Linked DNA regions of Mus musculus: region 2 is linked to region 1. The links are chromatin contacts, called in public HiChIP or PLAC-seq maps. All regions are on one chromosome and are shown on one strand. The core of a region is the stretch at or near the end of the contact, and the rest is flanking DNA. Distances in the headings are between cores, read along the strand shown. Region 1 has its middle 33 kb from the start of Tpbg. Region 2 overlaps Ube2cbp (ubiquitin-conjugating enzyme E2C binding protein).

What was found. HiChIP or PLAC-seq counts read pairs in DNA pulled down with a chosen protein or histone mark.
Region 2: a CTCF HiChIP or PLAC-seq map of the NIH/3T3 cell line shows a contact between it and region 1, with 5 read pairs. The contact joins two enhancer-like sites. A contact is called at or near these places in 6 of 39 promoter capture datasets (the HPC-7 cell line, cranial neural crest, hematopoietic stem and progenitor cells and 3 more), 1 of 15 datasets of contacts at CTCF or cohesin (the NIH/3T3 cell line), 11 of 115 datasets of contacts at active chromatin or transcription factors (the 230-238 cell line, SST interneurons, bone marrow-derived macrophages and 8 more) and 2 of 9 other capture datasets (embryonic stem cells and pancreatic islet).

What each region holds. Positions count from the first base shown.
Region 1 is chr9:85,807,087-85,812,080 of GRCm38.p6, reverse strand. No RefSeq gene overlaps it. Among named protein-coding and RNA genes, the nearest start is that of Tpbg, 33 kb to the left of the region's middle. Within about 2 kb of position 2,635, at least 28 of the 459 cell types and tissues checked have an H3K27ac peak or open chromatin away from gene starts, as enhancers often do. A contact at or near this core is called in the NIH/3T3 cell line, where this site is marked.
Region 2 is chr9:86,451,124-86,456,117 of GRCm38.p6, reverse strand. Ube2cbp (ubiquitin-conjugating enzyme E2C binding protein) reads left to right here. Exons shown (of 10, transcript NM_027394.2): 2 at 4,108-4,304. Among named protein-coding and RNA genes, the nearest start is that of Ube2cbp, 11 kb to the left of the region's middle. Within about 2 kb of position 2,042, at least 21 of the 459 cell types and tissues checked have an H3K27ac peak or open chromatin away from gene starts, as enhancers often do. A contact at or near this core is called in the NIH/3T3 cell line, where this site is marked.

The DNA.
Region 1 (4,994 bases), core at 1,386-3,885:
CAACTAAGAAGAAAAAAAAAAAAAAAAAGGACATGTTACCACTCTGTGTGCTGGACTTATTTCACTTAACACAAGATCCTCCAGTTCAAACCATTGTACTGCAAAAAAAAAAAAAAAAAAAAAACCAAAAAAACAAGATTTTATTCTTTTTATGGATAAATCATGGTGGTTGTGTATGTCACCACATTTTCCTTATTCTTTCTCTGCTGGTCCATTTTTGCATACATGATTTGGCCCAGATGTCATAGAGATTACCATAAAGCACAATATATATCAGATCTCAAAAGGAAGAAATGGGACTCAGAACTAGGATAAAGCAATGCAAAAAATATTAGAAGCGAACCGAATACATCTACAAACTCAGAAACTAGAATACACAGTACAAAGTAAATTTCTACATTCATATAGAAATGAGAAAAAAGGCCGGGTGGTGGTGGCGCACGCCTTTAATCCCAGCACTTGGGAGGCAGAGGCAGGCGGATTTCTGACTTCGAGGCCAGCCTGGTCTACAGAGTGAGTTCCAGGACAGCCAGAGCTACACAGAGAAACCCTGTCTCAAAAAACCAAAAAAAAGAAAAAGAAAAAGAAAAAGAAAAAGAAAAGAAAAGAAAAAAGAAATGAGAGAAAAGGCAAAAGAAAAATAGCTATCATCTTTGATCCTTTTTGTTTATAGGAAATGGGTTCTTTGATGAATAAGGAAACACAGGTAGAAAAAAAGCCTTTGAATGAAAGAACACCGTGCAGATTTGGAAATGTCTAGTTTGTGGTATCTGCATGTGGACAAGAACCTAGGGCTCAAGACAAAGGGATGCTGTGCTTACAGGACTTGACCATAAGGGACATGTGAGTCACTGAAGTCACACAGAGAAAGCATTCAGAAGAAAAAAAAATCCCAAGTCACATCATGACTTTTGACAGGATTTAAAAAGATAAATCAGTAAGGCCAGAGAGAATATTTACAGTTCGAAAGCAGTAGAGTATTGCCATGGAAATGAAGGCTGGAGAAAGCACCACACGCTTCACAGTGGCAGCTGTTGTTGGCAGGTTAAATAAAATAAAGACAAACAAATCTCGTATAGTACAGTAATGTAACAATTGGTTGGGGGGGGAGGGTTGGCAGAGAGAGTGTGCGTATGGGTGATAGGAACAACTTAGATAGCCCCTATAGGGTAAAAACGAAACCTTGCCTGACTAGCCATATACTCTATCTAACTCCTGAGCAACATACTGATACTCTACACCTCAGGGTTTAGTGCAATCTTTCTACATAGGGCTCCTAATTCAACCTGCCTCATTAGATGACGTAGATCTTTAGTAAGTAGCACGGAACTGACCAACTTTTGTAGCCAAGCAAGGCTTCCAGTGGTGGGACTGGGTTGCATTTGGTCAAATTGTTGGCTTAGGAGATCCCATGGAGATCCTTAAACAACCCAGGCTGATGCTAAGACAGAAAGGGTCACTCTCTGAATATTGCCAGTGGGGCCCCATTGTCAAGGACAACATCCACACAGCTTGTTGAATGGAAAGAGGTAGAGCCAATACCTGCATGGAATCTACATTCTAGACCCTTTGGTTCAAGAAGGTACTCTGCAGGCTACAGAAAGAGAAACCAGGACACCAATCCGACCACAAATCCCTTGACCTACAGTCTCTTCTGCCTGCAAGATATGCTGGGTCAGTGATGGTATAGAACTTATAAGAGTGGCCAACCAATGTCTGGTTTAACTTGAGGCCATGACTTAAAAAGGAGCCCATGCCCTGCACTGAGTGGATAGTCAGTCACTGGATAGCCTAGACACCTAGGGTAGAACCAAACAGGACTGACCCCCACCCCAGGGCCAATGAAATGATTTCTGATGATATTTTGCTATACTCATAGATTGGTGCCTTGTTCAGTTATCATCAGAGAGGCTTCCTCTGGTGGTGGATGGGAGCAGATGCTGAGGAACTCGTAGCCAAACATTATGCAGAGAGTCTTAAGTTGGAGGTCTCTATCAGATCCCTCCCCTTGGAGATCAGAAAAGGAGGAAAAAAGAAAACAGGAATCAGAGGGGATGGAAGACAAGAGGAGAATATGGTCCACTAAATCAACTAGGCAGGGTTCATATGGGCTTGCAGATACCGAAGTGGCAAGCATGGGGCCTGCAAGGATCTCTGCCAAGTTCTCTGAGTATGTTATGGCTGTTATCTTGGCATTTCTGTGGGACTCCTAGCACTTGGACTCTTATCTGTTCTTGGGAGACTTTTCCTCCTACTAGGTTGCCTTGTCCAGCCTCAAAATGATGGCTTTTGCCTTGTCTTGGTGTATCCTGTTATGACATGTTTGGTTGTTGTCTCTTGGTTGCCTACCTTCTGAAGGAAAATGGAGGGGGAGTGGGTCTGGGAGAGAGAGGGTGGGGGAAACTGGGAGGAGAGGAGGGAGGAGAAATGTATTATATGAGAGAAGACTCTTCTTCCAATAAATAAAGAAGTAATACATGGAAGATTCACGGTACCCTGAACAAATTATTCACTCAACAAATATGTTGGCATGAGAAAGAAAATTGTTACAGGAAATTGAGGATAAAATGGTAGGTTGGGAGAGATAAACATCTCTTGGGAAGATGACTCAGTCAGTAAAATATGAGAATCTGAGCTCAATCCACTGCCTGTATGTAAAAGCCGGGTGTGGTAGGATATGCCTACAATCTGAAGGCATCTCTTAAGTTGGGATGATCTGTTAAGCTTATTCGATCCTACTCCACAAGCCCCATGTCCCAGTGAAAGACTATGTACCAAAAAACTGGGAATGTGCCCAGTGTGGTGGCACATGCCTTTAATCTCAGCACATATGCACTGGCTGGTTCTGTGTGTCAACTTGCCACAAGCTGGAGTTATCACAGATAAAGGAGCCTCCCCCAGAGGAAATGCCTCCATGAGATCCAGCTGTAAAGCATTTTCTCAATTAGTGATCAAGGGGGAAGGGCCCATTGTGGGTGGTGTCATTGCTGGGCTGCTAGTCTATAGTTCTATAAAAGAAGAAGCTGAGCAAGCCAGTATGTAACATGCCTCCATGGCCCCTGCATTAGCTTTCTGACCTACTTGAGTTCCAATCCTGACTACCTTTGGTGATGAACAGCAATGTGTAAGTGTAAGCTGAAAAAACCCTTTCGTCCCCAACTTGCTTCTTGGTCATGACGTTTGTACATGAATAGAAACCTCGACTAAGACAGTATGTAAGGCAGAGGCAGATAAATCTCTGTGAGGTTGAGGCCAGCCTGGTCTACATTCAAGTTCCAAGCCAGACAAGGCTACATAGTGATATCCTGTCTAAAAGGAAAACAGCAAACAAAGAAAGCAACACACACACACAAGACCCCAGGCAGATGGCTCCTGAGGATGCAGAGGATACCTGAGGTTGATCTCTGACTTACTTACAAACACACACACACACACACACACACACACACACACACACACATCTTTAAGGAATGGAAGGAAAGACATAAACCATTTGTTTCGTAGAACACAGCATCCATAAAAGAATTTCTTTCTTCTTTCCCACCCCACCCCCACCCCACAGAACAGAGAAAGCCTTCCATATGTTTTTAGGCAGAAGCAAAGGACCCAGTAATTGAATAAAAATAATACTATTATATGAAGTGGAAACTTCTTTATTTAGAGAAGATTTTCTCATAAAGGATAAATTTCACAGAGAGATAATATGACAAGTTCAATAAATCAATAACAGAAAGTAATATGTGGATTGAAACATCTCGAGGTGAATCTAATTTACAAAACCACCTACAATTTGTTGGAAAGTGAGTGTTTCCTCCATGGGGTACTTTCAATTCACAGTTCTTTCCCCTTTCTAAAATGAATGAGAATTCTTGAAAGACACGAGCAGGAGCCTAGGCTGGTTATTGAGAGACAGACAGATCAAGAGACAGAGAGAAACCCAGGAAGAGACTACAAGTCAGATAGTTCAGTCTCTAGCTGTTCTCAGGCAACAGTGCAGTACGGTGGAAAAGCCAGGTTAGCTGTGAGTATAACATTTAAAAAAGCCTCTTCTAAAATGGGTGGAGCTAAGTGGCCATCCAGGAGTCAAAGAAGCCCAGAAGTAGACGATGTCTTCTTCATCATGCTTCACTCAGAGCACAGACACTCCTAGTCCTGACAGTGACTTAAAGGGGTAGTTAGGAGCTTCTGATGTCAGATATGAGCTTGGCCAGTCCTTCTTTGACTTCTAAGCTGGAGAAGAAAAATGTAAAGCTACCTTCTTGTGATTTTGACCACAGCTCACTCTGCAGGCAGGTGAAGGTCTCTGTTTAGCTGCTTCTCTGGTGTTCATGCTACAGCTTGCTTTCTCGGAGGAACTCTGGACCTCAGGTTTTGGAAAGGAAGAAGCAGCTGAGGGAAATGTGGCCAGTGCAGAGGCGGAGAGCAATTTTACCTCAGGGAAAACTTCTCTGTTGAATTCTCACTTTCTTCTTGGTCCACTACTGTCACCAGGAAAGAATCCTATAGGTCAATTTCCACTGTTTGATGACTGGTAACGGGTTCTTGTGACATCCCTTCGGGCTACTTACATTTGAAGCAGAGAATTCACTAAATCGTGGACTCTGAAACGAAGAATTTTAAGTACCTTGGAATGTTCTAGGAGAAGTGCGCAAAACCTCAGAACTCCGCCTAACACCTAACCAGCTATATCATATAAACAGCAGCCCACACTAGCATTGACAGTCCTTGGCAGGCTCCAAAGCTGAGGATACTAAGAATAATAATCATGTGGCCAAAGCCCCAATCTTAACCTCTGCATCATGGGAAAGTCTTCATGACCCTGGGAAAGCAAATGATATTGGCTCCTTCCTTTGGGTGGTCCCATCATGAATTATCTTTGACAACTAAATGTATCATGTACAGATCTCCTTTGACATTAGCTAAACTACACCTCCCCATCAAATGTTTTTGACATGAGAAAGCAAGAAAGATGACGAGGTTGGGTATACTTTATA
Region 2 (4,994 bases), core at 793-3,292, 640 kb before region 1:
TACTAATTCTGGCAATTTGTTTTCATCTTCTCGCTCCTTCATTGTCTTGTTTGTACTGTCTTCACCTGTGTCCAGCGTGTTTTCTGTTCAACCTGTCTCCGTAAAACCCTCTCAGTAAAAAAACTTCCTTCTTCCTTTTCTCTCCCTGTGCTGCTTTCTCTTTTGTTGCCTCTTCCTCCTCTCCTCGTGAGAGGTGGGCATATCCTATTTTGTCAAATCTTTCCCTGACTCGTCACTTTGTCTGCCACTCAATTAGACATCATTTTCAAACATGGGTGCTTCCTTCTACACACTAACTTCACCTTCATCTTTTGGGATTAAAGGTGTGTGCTAAGGGTGTGTCTGTATTCCAGCCAGAGGGATTAAGGGTGTGGGCTAAGGGCTAAACCATACCGCAACGAGAAAGATTTTTTTTTTCAGTAAATAACACAATCTTGGGGTTCACAGTGTGATCAAATGTCCTGCAGCAGATGGGTTTTGTTCCGGTATTTGTATATTCTTTTGCTGTTCTTCTGCTCCAAGCCCATCCCCAACCCCACCTGCTGGCCCCCTTCCATTCCCCATTTGCTCTCTTCTGCGTCATGGCAAATGCATTCTGCTATCTTATTTTTCTTTCTCATCTCCCTGCTTCCTTAGGACCTCATTTCTCATTCTCACTGTCTCTGTTCTTATTATATGACCTAAACCCACCTTCACCCACATATATAAAAATTAAAATCTAGTATCCATGCCATCCGAGAAAACATGTCATCTGACTGAGTTTGATATAATGTAATGAGCTGGATCCAGGTCCATCCAGTTTCGTGAGAGAGCCATGATTGCATTTTTCTTCATGACAGAATAAAATTCCATTGTGTATATGGACCAACTTTATTTTTTCATTCATCTGGATTCATTTCCTCACCATTGTGAGTAGTGCAGTAATAAACATAGATGTGAAAAAATCTCTGTGATAGGACCCAAGAGTCTTTCAGCTATACATACACACATACACAAACACACACACATACACACACAGATACATACACACATTCACACCCACATGCCCACCCACACTCATACACATATACACAGATAAACACACACATACACACATACACATTCACACCCACATACACACTCACACTTATACACACATACACAAACATTCACACACACACTTACACACACACATACATACATATTCACACCTACATACACACCCACACTCATACACACATACACAAACATACACAAACTACAGACACAGAGGAATAATATAGCCTAGTCATGTCATAGCTTTAATTTTAGTTTTTGAAAAAATTTCATACTAATTTCTATAGTCTCTACACCACTTTACATTCTTGCTCATAATAGCAGTGGATGAATGAATAATGGCCAGAGAAAAATACAAAAACAAAGGGTAAAATAAGAACCATAAAGTAGTATACTAAATAGAGAGAAATACCTGGAAAACCACAATGAAGTGAGGGGTAGAGAATAAGTCTTTTATTTAAATGAGAGGTAACATTTGCCTAACACACTGAGTGGAATGAGGTATGCACTGTGAGATGCTAAGCAGAAGAAAGCTTGAAGGAGTGGGGCTGATAGGGTTTAGATCTGAAGTGTGCAGAAGGCTCATGTGTTGAAAGTCTGACCTCCCAGAGTATCAGTGTTCAGAGGTGACATGATTTTGATGGTCCTAAGTTCATCAGCGGAGTAGCCCATTGATAGACTCATAGCTAAGTGGATTATTGGGAGAAATGGAAACGGTGAGGGGCGGATCATGGTTAAAAGCAGCCCATGCTCTTCAGCTCTCATTGCTTCCTGACTGCCACGAGGCAAACAGCTGTGCCTTATGCTCCTCACCGTAATATTCAGCTTTTCCTCGGACCCAAGGCAACAGGCCTTAGAGGCTGTGGTCCAGAATGACTGAAGCTGGAGATACCATGCAAGTTTCTTCTTAAGTTGCATTTCTCAGACGCTTTGTCACAGTGACAGTAAGGTGACTAACACACTGATTACCTCATGTCTAAGTGTTTATTAACCCTATTTCTAGTAACAAAATAAACAAAAGGTCTTGGTTTGCAGCATTGGATAAATATTTTCACCATGACATTTAGCCTGTAAGAGTTGCAGATGTCCTGTTTCGTTAGTATCCAGTGTCTAAGAACTTGCTGAAGCTGAATCTAGAAGTATAGCACTAAGTCTTATGGGGCATTTAAGGACGATAGCTGCTTTTCAGGGAGATGTGCTGTCCTGGGTAGCTTTAAGGAGGGTGTGGCCCCTGAATAATAATAGTAAGAATGCCCCAAGACACTGAAAGTGGAGTCTCTACACAGGACATTCTCACTTCCTTTGTCTGCCTCTTTACTTTGGTGCTCAGTAGTATGGTATAGGCTTATCTAGTTTGATTTTCTTTCTTTCTACTCTAGTCCTGATGTAGTTTTCTCTCAAGCAACCTTATTGTTTTGCCTTTTAAAAACATTCCAAGGAGTGTGTACTGGTTACGTGGGGCAGGGCATGCCTGTAATCCTAACACTTGGGATTTAGAAGCAAGAGCACCAGGAGTTCCCGGTCATCCTCCATTACATAGCTGAGTGTGAGTCTGGACCGGGACACTTGAGACCTTGTCTCAAAAAGCGTGCATGTATGCATGTATAGTGTGTGTGTGTGCACAACTACACACTGGGAATCTAGCCTAGGGCCTTGCATATGCCACCAAATTAAATCCCCAGGACTTCTTTTTAAATAGAAAATTGTCCTTCTAGACTAAGATTTGGTGCTCATTACTATTGGAATGTCATTTCTTTTAGACTTCTGGCACATAGATGACACTGTTGACTAACACACAAACATTCATTCCCACCTATTTATATCTCTGTAGCTATGCACATCCTAAACCATGATCTCATAGAGGTATCCCTAATTCTAGCCCACTGCCACAGGTCCATTCTAGCATCCTCCCTTTGTTTCCATGTAACTGTATTCTTGCACAGTATAAATCCCGTCTCCCATTAGCCTCCTGATGTTTATCTCCCTGGTCAGTCTTCTATGCAACCAGGCTTCCGCTGGCTCTTTCCTGTTCCCTCTTCTCCCCTCTACATGCTGCAACCTTCTTATAGACCAAGAGTCTTCTTGGAATCTATGGGTATAAGTTCTAACTCCCCACAGAGGTGTTGTTCGGAGGCAGGGCCTCTAAGAGATCTTGAGGATGGAACCACTAAGATGAGTGAGATGCAAGCAGAAGGAGACCCCCCCCCCCAGCTGCCTTCCTACACATCATCTTATGGAGACCGTGTGGTTCATGGAACAGCCAGTCAGATTTACAAGTTCAGCTGAAAAATCAACACAAGAAAACTTACATCTGTGTTGAATGTGTGTGTAAACTTTCCTCCCGCGCTGAGATCTCCTAAGCAGTACAGTTGAGGACTGTAGACACACAACCCGATGTTTTGGGTGTTATGTGCAATGCTGACAGTGTGTGTGCACTTTAGTCAGCTCTGTGTAAGTGGTTGAATTTTTCACAACTGAGAAGATTAGCCATCCGAAGCAGGGGCAGAAGCAGGGGCAGTGGGGGCTCAGGTTACCAGTGGTGTTTTGGGGGGACATTTCTAGGTGCCAACTGTGCTTCAAAAATACTGCAGTAGCAAGGTGGACACCAAGCTATCTCATGGCTTCTTTTGGCACAGCCTGTGAACTAAGAACTGGCTTTTTTTTTTTTTCTGTTGTTTGGGGCGTTTGTTGTTGTTTGAGATAAGTTCTCACTGTGGGTCCTAGGCTGGTGGAGAACTCAGGAAATATTTACTCTCTGACTTTTTACAGAAACCTTGCTGACATCTGTGACTTTTTATGACAATCTTGATTACCGGCTAAGCAGTACTTTGATTTTCTGACTTTAATGCTGTTCTCAGAAGCAAGAGTTAAAAACATGACCTGGGAATCTCACGTGGTGATGGCTGCAAGCCCTGCCTGATCTAACCTAGTCCAGCTTGTCTCCCAGGGTCTGTTTCTGTTTTCCTGGGACAAGGATTTTAGGGTCTCTATGCTGGGTTAAGGTTTGGATTTTGTAAGCTTTGCCTTTCATCAGAGAGAAGTCGTCACTTGGCTTTTATTTTGTGTCATCAGTGGGCCAGATGAAGGAGGGATGCACCTGGACATTTCCATAACGCCCACCTCTCTTTTGGTGAGAACCCCTGACGGCTGCACCGAGATCCGACTTCCAGCAGGGGTCAGACTTGTACCTTCCTCGTGTGGCGGGCTGCAGTATATCAGTGGCGATGGTTTACATCTGCGCTTGCGGGTCCAGGCTGAATCCAGCCCACGTGAGTAGGAGCGGCACTCCTGGAGGGCTTTGACGTTTTTTTAGTTGAACTTTTCCCAGGTGAAAAGTTAGGCAATCAATGACCTGGAGGGGTCGAGAGATTCCAGGGTCTGGAACAGTTCTGCCAGTTAGCAGCTGTGTGCTGTGTGCTGTATCACTCTCCTTTCTCAAACCTTCATGTCTTTCTTTTAACAGTATGTTTAAAAATGCGCTTTAATTTTTAGGGGATGTTTAGCCTTGTCGCAAATTTGAGCAGAAGGTGCAGAGATTTCCCCCAAACTGCCCAGTTCGTTTCTTTAACCATAAATGTCCGGCTCACGGATATGAGGATAAAATTATAAAGCTGTTGTATGAAACCTGGTTGGTTTTAAAACACTGCATAGATATGTTTTCATTCAGCAGACAGGTTAGCTTCTACGAGGTGTGTGTGAGCCGTTTGATATGGGTGCTGGAAACACAGATGCCCACAAGCCACATAGCTGTCTGGTAATGTGGAGTGTGTGTCCTAGTGGGCGGGAACAACAGATGCTGAGCAGATAATTAAGTTGGAAACAGCACAATGCTGTGGGCACAGTAACAGAGTAATGCTGTGGGGAGTGACTGAGTTTCGTGAAGGCCACCCTGAGGGCGTGACAGTTTGAGCAGTAGACATTATCCCGGCTATGAAGAGACCATTTTAGATGGAACAGTA